5 separate regions of the Mus musculus genome follow, and regions 2, 3, 4 and 5 are each linked to region 1. Evidence: chromatin contacts called from public Hi-C and promoter capture Hi-C data. All regions are on one chromosome and are shown on one strand. Each heading gives the region's core, a stretch centred on a gene start, on an enhancer-like site or on the middle of the called end of the contact. The rest is flanking DNA. Distances are from core to core; before and after follow the strand shown. Region 1 holds the start of Zim1 (zinc finger, imprinted 1). Region 2 holds the start of Zfp954 (zinc finger protein 954). Region 3 holds the start of Zfp418 (zinc finger protein 418). Region 4 holds the start of Zfp28 (zinc finger protein 28). Region 5 holds the start of Zfp583 (zinc finger protein 583).

What was found. Promoter capture Hi-C pulls out the DNA fragments that hold promoters and counts their contacts. A called contact is a pair of places that touch in the nucleus more often than the background predicts.
Region 2: a contact with region 1 is called in a Hi-C map of rod photoreceptor, with 4 times the contacts expected there. The contact joins the promoter of Zfp954 here to the promoter of Zim1 in region 1. A contact is called at or near these places in 10 of 39 promoter capture datasets (the 3T3-L1 cell line, cranial neural crest, embryonic stem cells and 6 more), 1 of 484 Hi-C or Micro-C datasets (rod photoreceptor) and 2 of 115 datasets of contacts at active chromatin or transcription factors (astrocytes and stem cell-derived neural progenitor cells).
Region 3: a promoter capture Hi-C map of hippocampal neurons shows a contact between it and region 1, with 4 times the contacts expected there. The contact joins the promoter of Zfp418 here to the promoter of Zim1 in region 1. A contact is called at or near these places in 10 of 39 promoter capture datasets (cranial neural crest, embryonic stem cells, frontonasal cranial neural crest and 5 more).
Region 4: a contact with region 1 is called in a promoter capture Hi-C map of hippocampal neurons, with 5 times the contacts expected there. The contact joins the promoter of Zfp28 here to the promoter of Zim1 in region 1. A contact is called at or near these places in 12 of 39 promoter capture datasets (the 3T3-L1 cell line, cranial neural crest, embryonic stem cells and 7 more), 3 of 115 datasets of contacts at active chromatin or transcription factors (embryonic stem cells and stem cell-derived neural progenitor cells) and 4 of 9 other capture datasets (adipose tissue, embryonic stem cells, liver and 1 more).
Region 5: a contact with region 1 is called in a promoter capture Hi-C map of liver, with 6 times the contacts expected there. The contact joins the promoter of Zfp583 here to the promoter of Zim1 in region 1. A contact is called at or near these places in 6 of 39 promoter capture datasets (the 3T3-L1 cell line, cranial neural crest, hippocampal neurons and 2 more) and 3 of 115 datasets of contacts at active chromatin or transcription factors (embryonic stem cells, fibro-adipogenic progenitors and stem cell-derived neural progenitor cells).

What each region holds. Positions count from the first base shown.
Region 1 is chr7:6,695,168-6,697,867 of GRCm38.p6, reverse strand. Zim1 (zinc finger, imprinted 1) reads left to right here and starts at 1,436. Exons shown (of 8, transcript NM_011769.4): 1 at 1,436-1,499; 2 at 2,096-2,218.
Region 2 is chr7:7,120,137-7,122,836 of GRCm38.p6, reverse strand. Zfp954 (zinc finger protein 954) reads left to right here and starts at 1,361. Exons shown (of 5, transcript NM_172738.3): 1 at 1,361-1,614. The coding sequence starts at 1,537.
Region 3 is chr7:7,169,985-7,172,684 of GRCm38.p6, reverse strand. It overlaps Zfp418 (zinc finger protein 418), which reads right to left and starts at 1,332. Exons shown (of 4, transcript NM_146179.2): 1 at 1,127-1,332; 2 at 510-548. The coding sequence starts at 1,153.
Region 4 is chr7:6,381,874-6,384,573 of GRCm38.p6, reverse strand. It overlaps Zfp28 (zinc finger protein 28), which reads right to left and starts at 1,256. Exons shown (of 7, transcript NM_175247.3): 1 at 973-1,256; 2 at 308-399. The coding sequence starts at 1,180. It overlaps Zfp78 (zinc finger protein 78), which reads right to left. Exons shown (of 5, transcript NM_001025163.1): 5 at 1,969-2,700.
Region 5 is chr7:6,329,033-6,331,732 of GRCm38.p6, reverse strand. It overlaps Zfp583 (zinc finger protein 583), which reads left to right and starts at 1,299. Exons shown (of 5, transcript NM_001033249.3): 1 at 1,299-1,663; 2 at 2,417-2,478. The coding sequence starts at 2,470.

The DNA.
Region 1 (2,700 bases), core at 187-2,686:
ATCTGCAGACAGCAAGAAGAGACTATGAGCCACTAGTCCTGGCTTGAGTTTCTGAAACCTCAAAGCCTGGCTGGAATGATGCTGTTCCTCCAACAAGGTCACACCTGCTCCAGTGATGCCACACCTTCTAAGATTCACTTCCTGTGAATCTATCGGGGCCATTTTCATTCAAACCTCCACACCAAGAGAATCAGTGAACAACCCGTTGACACTTAGGAGTCAGTGCTACCCACTTCATTCTGTTGGCTAAAGCAAACTTCCTGGAATAAGGAAGTTTGTATTCCACCTTCAGGAGAGAAATTGCATACCCTACAACAGAGGGTGTGAATATTACGAAGCATTAATGATGTATCTGCAGGGATAGTGGGCACATTTTTCTCCCCCTGACATACCTATAATCCTCAACACCCTATAATCCCTGTACAACAGTGGGAAGCTTAGCCCAGATCAGCGGTGAAGGGGATACCACTTGTAGAAGCCGAGGAGTCTTTCTACTAGCTGAGAAATACTCCCTGTACTGGCTAGTTTTGTGTCAACTTGACACAGCTGGAGTTATCACAGAGAAAGGAGCTTTAGTTGAGGAAATGCCTCCATGAGATCCAACTGTAAGGCTTTTTCTGAATTAGTGATCAAGGGAGAAAGGCCCCTTGTGGGTGGGACCATCTCTGGGCTGGTAGTCTTGGTTCTATAAGAGAGCAGCTGAGCAAGCCAGGGGAAGCAAGCCAGTTAAGAACATCCCTCCATGGCCTCTGCATCAGCTCCTGCTCCCTGACCTGCTTGAGTTCCAGTCCTGACTTCTTCAGTGATGAACAGCAATGTGGAAATGTAAGGTGAATAAACCCTTTCCTCCTCAACTGCTTCTTGGTCATGATGTTTGTGCAGGAATAGAAACCCTGACTAAGACGCTCCCCAAGTCTACGCTGTGACTTTAATGGTAAAGTAGGTCTAGAAGCAAAGAAGTGAAAACAGAAGAGTGCTGGTGACTCCGTCCAGTAATCCCAGCTCAGGGCAAGGGGATCCTGAGGTTGAGGTCTACATAGTGAAACCCTGTCCCAAACCAAACCAAACCACTCTACCTCAGCGTGTCATCACATAATCTTAAAAATCTTTCCCTTTTCTACCATCGGCCTCTATCAATTTAGAAATTTTACTACCGAAGGAAATTTTTCCACCAGGAGACGCAATTTCTCTATAGTACTAGAAGTGGAGCCACAGAAGGGCAGAGCGTCTGAGGAACGCTTATAGCGAGCGCATCTTGCTGGGGACTACATTTCCCACAGGTCCCAGCGCGCTGTGCCGGGTGCTGGGCGCTCCATAGCCTGGAGCCTCAGGCTGGACGGCGTGAGACCTTCTGGGACATGTAGTCCTGTGGGCGGTGCCCTAGAGCTGGGGACTTGGGTTTTGAAAGTCATCCCGCGGCATTCCACTCCGGGTGGCCGCAGGCTGCGGTGCCTGGAGGCGAGTGCGGACGGACGGATAACCAAGCGCGAGGACGAGAGGCAAGAACACGGGAGAGGACTGAGAGGGCAGGGTGTCTGCATGCTGGGTGGGTCCCCACCCTATCACAGCTCTGTAGAGGACAGTGGTCTGGGTAGGGGGTGTGCGAGGGAATAGTGTGGCACAGCTCTTAGACATACTTCTGCTACGTTATGGAGATTTGTGTAACTCCTATTTGGAGGGTTTGGTCCCTGCAATGTGTCAGCTTTCTTCCACAACTTTACGTTTATGGGTGGCTTAGTTTGTCTCGCCTGTGTGGTTGTAGTTGGTCCTAGCTGGGTTGTTTGAACACTGTAGACTCGAATTCTCTTCTTATGTGGGTGTGCGTGAGCTTGTGTTCTACTTTGTAACTGTATCTGTTTTTGTATACGGATGAGCTGTAGTTGTGAGTTTTGCCCAACTGCCTGACTGTGCTGATGTGGTCAAGTGTGATTATATGATCTTGTATTTGTGTGTTGGGAAATGTGTCTGTATTTGAGCCCGACTATGTGTCTCATTCTGTGGATCTACTAATATAGATTTTATGTAATAACACTGTGAGTGTGAATTTTTAAATTTAATTAATTAATTAATTTTGTGTGTTTGTATGTGTGTGTAGGTCTTTGGACAACTCACAACAGCCTGTTTTTTCCTACTATGTGGGTCCCAGCGATGGAACTCGAGTTATAAGGCTTGGCAGCAATCGCCTTTACCAGCTGAACCAGCTAGCTGGTCCCAGATTGTGAGTTCATAGTATGCCTGGCAGAGGGAGGTTGTGCAGATTTTAGGTTGTATTTGTATCTGTGGTATGGCGGGGAATGTGTTGGGATGGTTGAAGGAGTTGGGGCTCAATTCAACTGTGGATTTACATGGCCTGGGTTTGTATATAGTTCGTGAATTGCATCTTACTGATTTGTATGCAATTGATTCTATTCCATTGGGTTGTTTATGTGTATTTGAGTATTCATATGTGTTTGCTTATATGTAAGTAAGGGTGATAGTTTGTGCATATAGCATCTCGTCTAGGTGATCAATGAGTTTGGTCACTAACACATTGGTATGCTCTCTGGATAGCTATTAGCTAAACTTGTGGATATCCAAGGCAAGGTTGCAGCCAGGCCAGGCATTTCTCCCCTACCTAGTGGCCGGTGAGCAGTATGAAACCCTGGATAATTTCGACCCAAGCCCAGAAGACAGCCCCGAAGTCCCATTCAGGCAAATGTC
Region 2 (2,700 bases), core at 112-2,611, 430 kb before region 1:
ATTGCTTGCAGAAAGTCTGGAGTATCTTAGTAATGTTCACATGTTTACAGGAGTAGTACTGGCACAGAAAGGAAATACAATCTTCAGGAGAGTAAAAATAAAAACAATAAAAACAACCTTCTAGGACTGGATTGCTATCAGGGACATCAGCCCTGTGCCTGGGCTCATTATCCAGACCCCAGGGTTCTGTAACATCAGTAGACCGGGGACCATGTACCATCTCATCTGCATCAAGAGTTTGCAGCCCAGCTGACCCAGCTGACCTGAGAGGCTCATGAATAGAGGCATTCCTACTTAAGGCTTAGAATCAGTCACACTAAGGCAGCAGATTTCAGACTTGTCCAGATGTCAGAAGACAAAACCTATCTCCGCTCCTACCTTCCAACCTTGTTTTTCTTTTAGTAAAAGGGTTTCTTGTGTATTACTGGAAATTGCTCTGTAGAGAAAGTTAGCCTTGAACTCCAAGATCCATTTGTCTCTGCCTCTCAAGTGCTGGAATTAAAGGTGTATGAGCCATCTCTTCTGGGTATTGTAGTTCAGACAATGTGGACCATGGGAAACCGGGACAGTTGCAGAAGGGGAAAGTGGAGAAGCGATATGCATGAAATTAACAGGACTTCTGCGGACACTGTCATGATTACAGATACGCCCGTGTTCGCATTTTCCAGAGCAGTCTTGGGGGGGGGGGGGAGTACAGCAAAGCTTCCTAAATGTTCCTAAATGTTCCTTTAATTTTCTCTTAGCACAATAGAAGCATTAATCCTGACGACTCCATAGTGGTGTGAGAAGTGTCTGAATCTAGAGTCCTGTGGTGAAGGAATCTTTGAATCCAATCCAAACATGTCCTTTTCCCCTCTTCCATGGTCACCATTTCTGTATTTATTAGCCCACGAACCTGGCGAGTATCATTTCACACAAGGCAAATGTCTCAAATGCAAAATTCAACTTTGCCCGTCTCCTGTATTTCTAGACATCAAATAAAACAAGGTTTCACTATGTAGCCCTGTCTGGCCTGGAACACACTATGACAGCTTCGAAAACACAGAAATCTACCTGCCTCTGCCTGCAGTTCTGTAATTTAAGAGTTCCAGCAAGCCTGACCTTGTGACTCAGCCTCTACTATTTCTAATCCACATCTAACTCACCTAAGGTAGAAAACGGTGTGGAGAAAATAGTCTCCACGCCAGTGCCAAGAAATCCACTGAAACTTGGTCTTGTCAAGCAGGGCAGTTGTGTCCGGATCGCAGAAATTTGCTCCTGCATGAACTACATTGCCCAGAAAACATTGCATGAAACTCAGCCAATGAAAATGGGCATTTCAGCGACGGCGAGAACCGTTGGGCGGGACTTTTGGCTTTGCGTGCTGGAGGTTCTTTGTAACTTCCTGGACCCGTCAGTATGGCTCACAGAAAACTGGTGTCATCTGCTTTGGCCATGGCAGGAAAGCCGGCACGTTAAAAGCGTTTGTCCCCCGTCACAGAGACGGATCTGAGGTTTGCGACAGCTCGTGTGATCTGATCCAGGCTTCGAGTGCGGATGGCGACTTCCCAGGGCCCCACCATCCTCTGGAGCCCGATGGTGATTGTGGAGGCTGCGGGTGGAGCCCTGCCCCAGGTGAGTGCCTAGTGATCGCCCACCTACCTGAGTTCTAGAGCACTGAGATCTGGGTCAGGAGCCAACAGGGCAGACGTTCATGTCCCCGACTGTAGGGTACGGATGAACGAAATAATGTTTTTTGACATCTGTGTGCTAGATCGCTAGAGCCATCCCCTCTGACTCACAGTGCCTGTTGGACTGTACCTCCCAAGGCTTGTGGGCGGGCCTGAGCTCGGAGACAGAGCCCTGGGGTGACCTCTACTGGCGTTTTAGATGAGGGAAAAAGGGCCCAGTACCCCTAAGGACCTGACTTTTGTTTATAGAGAGACTGGTAGCCATGGAAGATTTGAACAGAGGTGAAACTTGATCTATTCAAACTTTCCCAAGCATCTCCGGGGGAATATTGAGCAAGGATGAAGTTATGTGGATGGAGACAGAGATCTATGAATCCTTAGGTAAATGCTGTGGACTAATGCAGCAGTTAGGGTTGTAGACCATAGAGGGAGAGATTAGTCTTCAAATATCTGAATTTTTTTGAGACATATGTAAACGAGGCTATGTAAACGAGGCTAGAATCAAACTTGCAATCCTTTAGAGTGATTGGATTAAAGGCAGGACCTCCCACTTCCTGCTTGTTTGACTTTAAAGTAGTACTTTCTTTCCCTTTTATTATTCATTCATTCATTTACTTACTTACTTACTTACTTATGTGAAAACATTCAGCATTTAACTAAAGTCTGCTGTGTTAACTACTTTTCCCCCTGGAACTCAGGTCTGGCTGGCCTATGTAGCCAGTGCTTGCCTCAGTCTCCGAGATCTGCCTTCCTTTGCCTTCCAAGTGTTGCAGTTAAAGGGATGCACACCATGCTTACCCAATAACTTTTTTTTTTCATTTTCCCCTTGGCTTTTTATAGAGACAGGGTTTCTCTGTGTAGCCCTGACTGTCCTGGAACTCTCTCTGTAAATCAGCCTAGCCCTGAACTCAAAGATCTACCTGTCTCTGCCTCCCTAGTTCTGGCATTAAAGGAGCGTGCCACCACTGCCTGACATCTTTTTTGGTTTTTTGAGACAGGCTTTTTCTGTATAGGATTAAAGATGAAAGCC
Region 3 (2,700 bases), core at 83-2,582, 470 kb before region 1:
GCTTAATTTTCCCCAGAGTTGTAGATCTGTGTGACTAGCCAGCGGCTGACATTCCCACTATACTACTGGGTTTTGAAATCTCAGTCTCCCTCTTTTTGTATTTATTTATTTATTTATTTATTTATTTATTTATTTATTTATTTTCTCCCAGTATGCATATGTATGTGAGTGTACAAGTAGAAAAGCAGGGCACAATTTTCAGGAATCAGTTCTCTCCCTTTATCATGTAGGTTCTGGGGACTGACTTAAGTACTCAGGCTTGGTAGCAAGTGCCTTTACCAACTGAGCTATCTTATCAATCACTCATTCTTTCTTAGGGTCTCACCATGTATCCCAGGCTGGCTTTGAACGTGCCTTGGTCCTCTCTAGTGTTCAGACTCCAGGGATATGCCTCCATGCTAAATGTTACATTCCATTCTTAAGAACCCCCACAAAAATGAATTCCACTACCAACGTGAGGCAAGAAGTGTGGCCACACTGGTGAACTTACTAGAACACCCCACACTCACCTGTATACAGACCATACCCTTTTCTGTAGATCTGGGAACCTGTGGGAAGAAAGTTGTAAGAATCAAAGACCATGGTAAGTTTTCATGGACCTGGACCCCTGTCCAGTCCTGAATCTTCATAACCTTTTATATCTAAATTATCTCTAAACTATGCATAGTGCTGAGTCATAGCAGCTGCGGGATGTTGCACAAAGCTTTATTCTCCTGAGGGCTCCATATTATTCTCTTCCAGCCCGCTCTAACTCTGTGCAGCTTTTGGAATATTTTGAATAACCTCTAGCTACATTTATCTTCCATTCAGTCCCGCTGGCTCCTCCGTAGTGAGGGCATAGTTAATGCACCTCACCTTGCCGTTTTTTTAGGCTGGAATGCTCCCGGTTAAAGTGGCCAAACGTGATACTGCCCACACAAATCAGTCAATCACTCTTCTCTTGGTCCCACTCTTCCATGCCTCATCAGACTAGTTACGAGAAATGCGGATCCCATCCACGAGCTTGGCACTGTTCTGGACACAGGGATTAAGTTTTTCATAAGGATGTGAGCTGAGCGGGAGTCCTCAAGGGGCTCTAGGACTCAAAGTATCTAGGGAGAGGGAGCGCCTAGTATGTGGCACTTACCTGAGCCAGGTGCTTCAGCGCCGCCATCCGGCTCTGTAGAGTACGCAGGGGCCGGTGCACGGCCGCCGCGGCTGATGATGGTCTGCTTGGCCGACACCCAGTGCCTGTTCGCTCTCGTACCTTTAGTCTAACTTGCTGATTTTAAAGCTCAGAATCCTCCAAATACCAACCCATGGACAGTTAAACCAAAGACAGGACAAAATGCAGGAAGTACCGCCCAATGTCTGTCGACCTTCCCAGGCAGAAACTGCCCTCTTTGGCTCAGCAGTTTGCTACTCTGCTCTTGGCATTGTGGGTAATGTAGTTCCTACTGCTCAGGCTTGAACCAACAGCAGCCCATAATCCATCCTCACAATGATCTTAATTTGTTTCAGAATATTTCTGCAGTAAAGGAAGAGTGGGGATTTTATTTGGGATTTTATTTGGGGGAACCTATATGTATTTATAAAGGAAAACACTCCAGATGCAATGCTGACACATCTCTGACCATGCTTAGTGAAGAAATATGTTGCTACTTATGGAAAGATATTCGACACACTGTAGCATGTTTTAAATAGAGATAATTTAGCCCAAATTTTGAAAGTTAAAACAGCAGACAGGAAAAACTTTTCGAGCCTCTCTTGAGAGGTTTTGTAAGCCACTCTGCATTTAGAATGAGTGAGTTAAATATAGAGTAAGCCAAATTGAAGAATAAATATGAAGAAAGAAATACCAAAACATCTAGTTGGGAGAAAATATCCAGCAAAAACCAAACAAGGCAGCCATCTGTGAGTCCTAATGGGGGAGATCCCCCGCAGAACAATGTCCTATCAGGTAACTTCAGGAAAGAACAAGGAGCACCATAAAGGGACAACATCATCCAATCAGGTATTCACAGCACTAGCAGAAGCTAACAGGGTGGGGAGGGCAAGGTGAGGCAATGACGGAGTTCCTGACTGAGCTTTCTCCCCAGGCATGAGCTTCCTATGGCTGAATTGTTCTTTTTCAATACAATAACTTATTAATGTATTATTTGTTTCTTTGTTTTAAGACAAGGCATCACTTCATAAGCCTGGCTGGCCTGGAACTCACTATGTAAACTACGCTGTTCCCTAACTCATAGGGATCCTCCTGTCTCTGGAGTGCTGGAATTAAAGGCATGGGCCATCACTCTGGGCACATTACAGAGATTTTTATATCCTAGGAGAAACAGTAGTAAATTTTGTTAGAAATGTTCACTTTATACCTGTTCTGAAGGACACACAATTTAACATTCAGGCTGTTTTGCTTTTCCCTCTGAATGAAAATTAAGACACAATAGCTCCAGGGTATGGTGGAAGAGGAAATTTTTATTGTAGATGTAAGGGAGAGTATAGACTGAGGCATCTAGAAAGATTCAGACAGACCAAGAGAGAGAGAGAATTCAAGGGAAGAAGTGAAGAGAAGAGACAGAGACAGAGACAGAGACAGAGACAGAGACAGAGAAGGGGTAGGGGGTAGGAGCAAGCTGATCAAGAGAGGCAAGAGTAAGCCAAGAGATCCTGTGGCTGAGGAAAGAGAAATTGAGGGAACTTAAGGGAGGTCCCTGGGTTAGC
Region 4 (2,700 bases), core at 7-2,506, 310 kb after region 1:
GCAGGGCAGCCAGAGCTATGTAGATAGACCTTATCCAAAACAAAAGACAAACAAACAAAAAAACCCTTCTGAGATAAATGGGACAATGAAAGGGATGAATCATTTCTTCAACCAAGAAGGAACAGTTGGGATGAAAAGGAAAGAGAATCAGTTTGAAGCTAGCCCTGTAGCCCATCACTCACCGGAGTAGGAAGAAACAGCACCCAGGACAGGTCTCTTAAACTGAAAACTTTTCACAGAAAATAAACACCATTAAGTATTGAAAAGGCAAGACTGTTTCAGGAAGCAAAGAGGAAATGTGACTCACCTGCGACTTGGCTTTATGTCTAGTCCCTGTAGGGGCAGCTTCCTGTTTGCGGTTTATCTCCTGGAGGAAGTTGGTATCTCTGGAAAACAGAGCTGGAGGAAAGGAAGGACTAGACACCAAATCTACACGAGACTACACCGTGCATGAGCAGAGATGCCAAACCCTTATTACCCTGTGCGGGAGTAAGGACAGGGTAGGATGTGGAATCAGGTTGTCTCTTTTCTCGTCTTACTTGCATGAATATATGTGCACCACGTGTGTGTGCCTGATGCCCACAAAGTTCAGAGGAGAATGTTCTATCCCCTGCAATAGGAGTTAGGGATGGTTGTGACTCACTATGTGGGTGCTAGGAACCTCTGCAAGAGGAACAAGTACAATGGCTAAGCCATCTCTTGTCGCACTGGGAGTTTCATTTCTTGAAGCATTGACATGGATACAAGTCTAAACTAAGTTGACCCTGTAGTTGTCAACGTCCCTCCAGCACCTCTGCCTGACTTCTCTGCCTCAAGTTGAGCTTTCGAGGATTGGTTATTTAACCATCACAATCACGCGCCCAGAGACACCATCTCCAGCACCAAGGCCTCGAGAACCATCGGACCTTACCCTTCCTTCACACCCAGAATAGATTCATCTTTGTCCACTCAGCCCAGAAACATGACACTCACCTTTGTGCGCGGTCCCCGAGGTCACTGCTCCTTGCTGATCCTGGGAGGCCAGGCTGTTCCTGGAGCGCGGCCTTCCCCGGTCGGGGCTCCCAGGAGCAACTACAGTCCCCGCCGCCGGACCTCCACCAGGCCTGGCCTTTGTGCAGAGGGCGCCACGCCCCAGGAGGGCCCAGGGTTCGCATGACACTACACTCGCCATTCCCTGCATGTCACGCGAGGGGCGCACGCTCTCCTAGCCAGGCTGCAGACACCCTTCAAGGCCGCTGCTCAGGGACACACCCCCGGCAACACCCACGCCCGCCACGCCCTCGCCAGCCACGCCCTCGCCCTGCCCAACCCCGCCCTAAAAGATCGGACCCTCAGGCAGTTCCTCCGGAACGCACCGGAAGTGGACTTTGCTTGAGCACAAGGCCCCCTGGGAAGTGTAGTCCCCAGCGGAGAAATCCTTTAGAGCCCAGCTGGTTTTTACAAGACCCTGTGGGAGAACCGCGGGACCCTGCCGGAAACACGAGTCCCGCGAAATTCAAAACAGTTCCTCAGAGGCTTCTGGGAGTCCTGGTGACAATTGGAGCGTACGAGTGCAGCGGCAGGGCTAGTGGCGCGCGATTTGAGGTTGTTTGGAGGAAGGGGAGTTGGAGGATGCTGTGAATTGGGCTGGGGCAATGCGGGCTTTTGGCAAGTCCACAGTGGTTCTGGTTGCATGTACTTTTCAGTTTGGGATTCAGTTGCTGCCATTGCAATCTTCACCTCTCCACTAGACCACCTCGACTTTAGTGCCTAGTGTTCAAAATGCCCCTCTGTATGTACTACCAAGTTTTAGGTCTGCAGGTTTCCCCAGGTTTTCTTCTGCGGTGCCTCTTTAATATGTTCACTCTTGCCTTTAATCGCAGTGCCCGGGAGTAAGAGACAGCCGGATCTCAGAATTCGAGACCAACCTGATCTGCAGAGCGAGTTCCAGGACAGTCAGGGCTACACAGAGAAACGGGGAAGCGGGGTGAGGTGAGGGGAGCGCAGTTTATTCTTTGTCGGTTTCATACATGTATATATACTGTATCTTGATCATATCCAACACATCTCCTCTCCCAACCATCCCCAATACTTCCACATTCCTTTTGCCACCCCACCACACTTTTTTTTTAAATATAGCCCTGTTAGTGCCGCCTACCAGTATACCAGTGGAGTGTGACATGAACAATCTACCAGAGGCCACATCCCCAAAGAAAAATGACTCCCACTCTCTCAGCTGCCATCATTTGCTTATAGCTCCTCAGCTAGGTGTGGAGGGGTACGCCCTTCCTCTATCAATGGCTATAATATTGATCGGCGCTGGTAATTACCAGCAATCTTGTGCTGGTAATCAGTTTCTATGAGTTCATGAGCACAACATGCCCAAAACCATTCCACAGCACTCCTTGCCATTCTCAGACTCTTACATTCTTTCTCCTTCGTCTAATACGATGTTCCCAGACCCTTGAGAAGGTATACAAGAATGTCCCATTTAGGACTGTGAGCTGCCTATTTTTGTCATTCAGTTATCATCTGAGAGAGTGTTGTGTGGCTCTGGATGTTCTGGAACTCACTCTGTAGACCAGGCTGGCCTCGAACTCGGAGATCTGCCTGCCTCTGCCTCTGGAAGGGCTGGTTTTAAAAGTGTGTGTCACTACCGCTGAGCAAGCAGAATATTCTTTATATAAAATGTTTGAGAACAAAAGTGTTATTTTTTTTTCT
Region 5 (2,700 bases), core at 50-2,549, 370 kb after region 1:
GTCAGGCGGGGTTCATTGTTGTGTCCATTTCAGAGTCTGACATACAGAAGGCGAGTAATGAATGATGCGTGAAAAGGTAAGGCAGAGAGAAGGTAAACAAACAAGGGAGAAAGAAACCCAGCAACGTGGGCCCTGAACCAGGAGATGACCAATTTTCATCCGCTGCTCTGGACAGGGCACCGGCCAGCTAGCACTGCGCATGCGTGCTCGAGCACAGCCCCCCCACCACCACCACCACCACCACAACTACCCCCACCCCCGACTCCTCGTCTAAGAGACCGAGGAGAGCAAGCAGCTCCTGCGCAGCCTGAGTGAGTTCTGGTTCTGACGACCGGAAGGGAAGAGACAGAATTCAGCGGAGATTCTAGGACCCCCGAAAGCCGCGCCCTAAAAGGCGTTCCCAGCATGCCTTACGCCGCTCCAGTCAAGCGCAGTACTCCACCTCCCAGAGGCCCTTGCGCGGAGTCGCTCCGCAGCCGCGCCTTTGTGAGCTCTACCGGCGCCGCGAGATCGAGCCCCGGCCCCGGCCAGATCTGCCTCGGCGCCGAGTGAGAGGTGACGAGGACTGAGGAGACGCTCGGTGAGGATCAAGGTACCGCGTGGGAGAAAGTGTAGTGGGTGCAGAGTGACCGTGCGAGACCACGCCACCGTATATGAGGGGCCTATTATGATTGTAAGGTTGCAACTATGTGAGACTGAGGCGGTGACAATGTATGTGACATTATAAGACAGCACCCCATAATGGGGGGAGCCTGTGACTGTGAGTATGGAGATACATGAAACAGAGAGAGAGGCTTGTGCCAGTGTGTGATAGCGCTAGGGGATGTGTGTGGGAACATGAGTGAGTGACTGTGGCTGAGCCTGTACACTGTGTGAGACTGAGGTGGTTATCATGTGTGTGACAGTATGAGACCACCCACTTGCATGAGGGGGGCCTGTGACTGAATACTCTGTGAGACTAAAAGACTGTGACAGTGTATGTGATTGTACCGGGGAGGGATCAGCTGAGTGACAGTGTTAGACTGGATCACTGTGTATTAAGGACTTCTGACTGTGAGACTAAATACTGTGTGAGACCGAGGCTGTGACATTGTGTGTGACAGATTGTGACAATATAAGGGATCATGTGGGAGAATGTGTCTGAAGACTCATATGACAGTGAGACCCCACACCGTGTGAGGGGGTCTGGTACTGCATACACTGTGTAAGACTGAAAGGCTGTGACAGTGTGGGTGACTGCACAGTGGAGGGTGTATTATATGTGAGCACTTTGGAGTGGGGATCTGAGTGGCAGTGTCAGACCACACCTTGTGTACGAGATGCCTGTGGCTGTGAGACTGAATACTGCTTGAAACTGAGGGGTTGTGACAGCGTGTTGACTGTATATGACAGCATGTGGGAGAATGTGTTTGGAAACCTATCTGACAGGGTTGAGACCAAGCCACTTTATTGTGAAGGCCTGAGGCTTGAGACTGTGCCAAGAGTACTGTCAGGGCCTGTGACAGTTTGTGAGACTGAATGCTGGCTATGACATAGAGTGAGAGGCTGGGACAATAGGTGTAGCACTATGAGACCATGTCACAGTGTTGAAGGGCCTATGATGGTGTATGAGACTGTGAGATCCCATAAGGATGTGTGTGAATACACAAGACTATGCCACCAGGTACAAGGGGGGTCTGTGACAATGTGGAATGTGGGGATAAAGACGCCATGAGGGGCTTTGAGGCTGCATTTGGGACTATGTGATATTATTACAGCAAGACTTTTGCTACCAGCTGGGATGGAGCCTGTGACAATGTATGGGCCCGAATAACAGTGTATAGGGCTATTTCATTGCATCTAAACAGTGTAACTGTTTGAGACAGACAGTGCTGGAAAATATGTGACAGTATGAGATATCATAGGGGGGGAAGGGCGGGGGGGGGCATTTGTAGGGTATCCTGATCCTGGTCCACTGTCTTCTAGATCACATGGTCCCTTTGCTACCCACTCTGTGCAAAGTAGCTTCACTTGATGGCCTACATCTCATCCTTATGGAAAGGGTGGAGATATACTTCCTTTTAACGTCATCTATACACTATAAATTCCAGTCTAGTTTCCAGTTTGGCACAGTTATTTTCTCAACTATTGCCTTGTGTATCTTCAATGATGTAAACCTTCATGTGTGAAAGGTGGAAGATTCTAATCTAATAATGCCAGTCTTAAATTGCTCAGACATAAGTGAAAGAGATAACTTAGACATAAAATATATGTTGAGTCCCAGAACTATACAGTACATAGGAAAAGCATTGTTAAATGTAGGGATACCTCAAATGCATGTCTGTGGAGGGAGGAGAAGGACAGAGGTGTGATGCTGGGGCTGCAGGATACACCTGGAACTTACAGTTTCCTGTTTCTGTCCACTTTACTTTCTTAGGACACCTCCCTGCTCCCAGAAACACAGCCATACATTCTTGAAGCTTTAACGCCATGTCCAAGGTAAGAAGCGTTTCTTTTTCCCTGGAATGCCACCTTATTTATCAGTCAGGCTAAACCACTTTGATTTCAGAAATTCAGCTGCCTGACAAAATCTCCTCTCTCCAGTGACTTGCTCTTGTTCTCCACTGCAACACAAGAGCTAGTCCCCCAAGACTAAGCTAAGAGCACCCTTTCCCCCGGCCAGCAAGGACGCAGTTCAGCCTCGCCTGTGGGTTCAGTGCT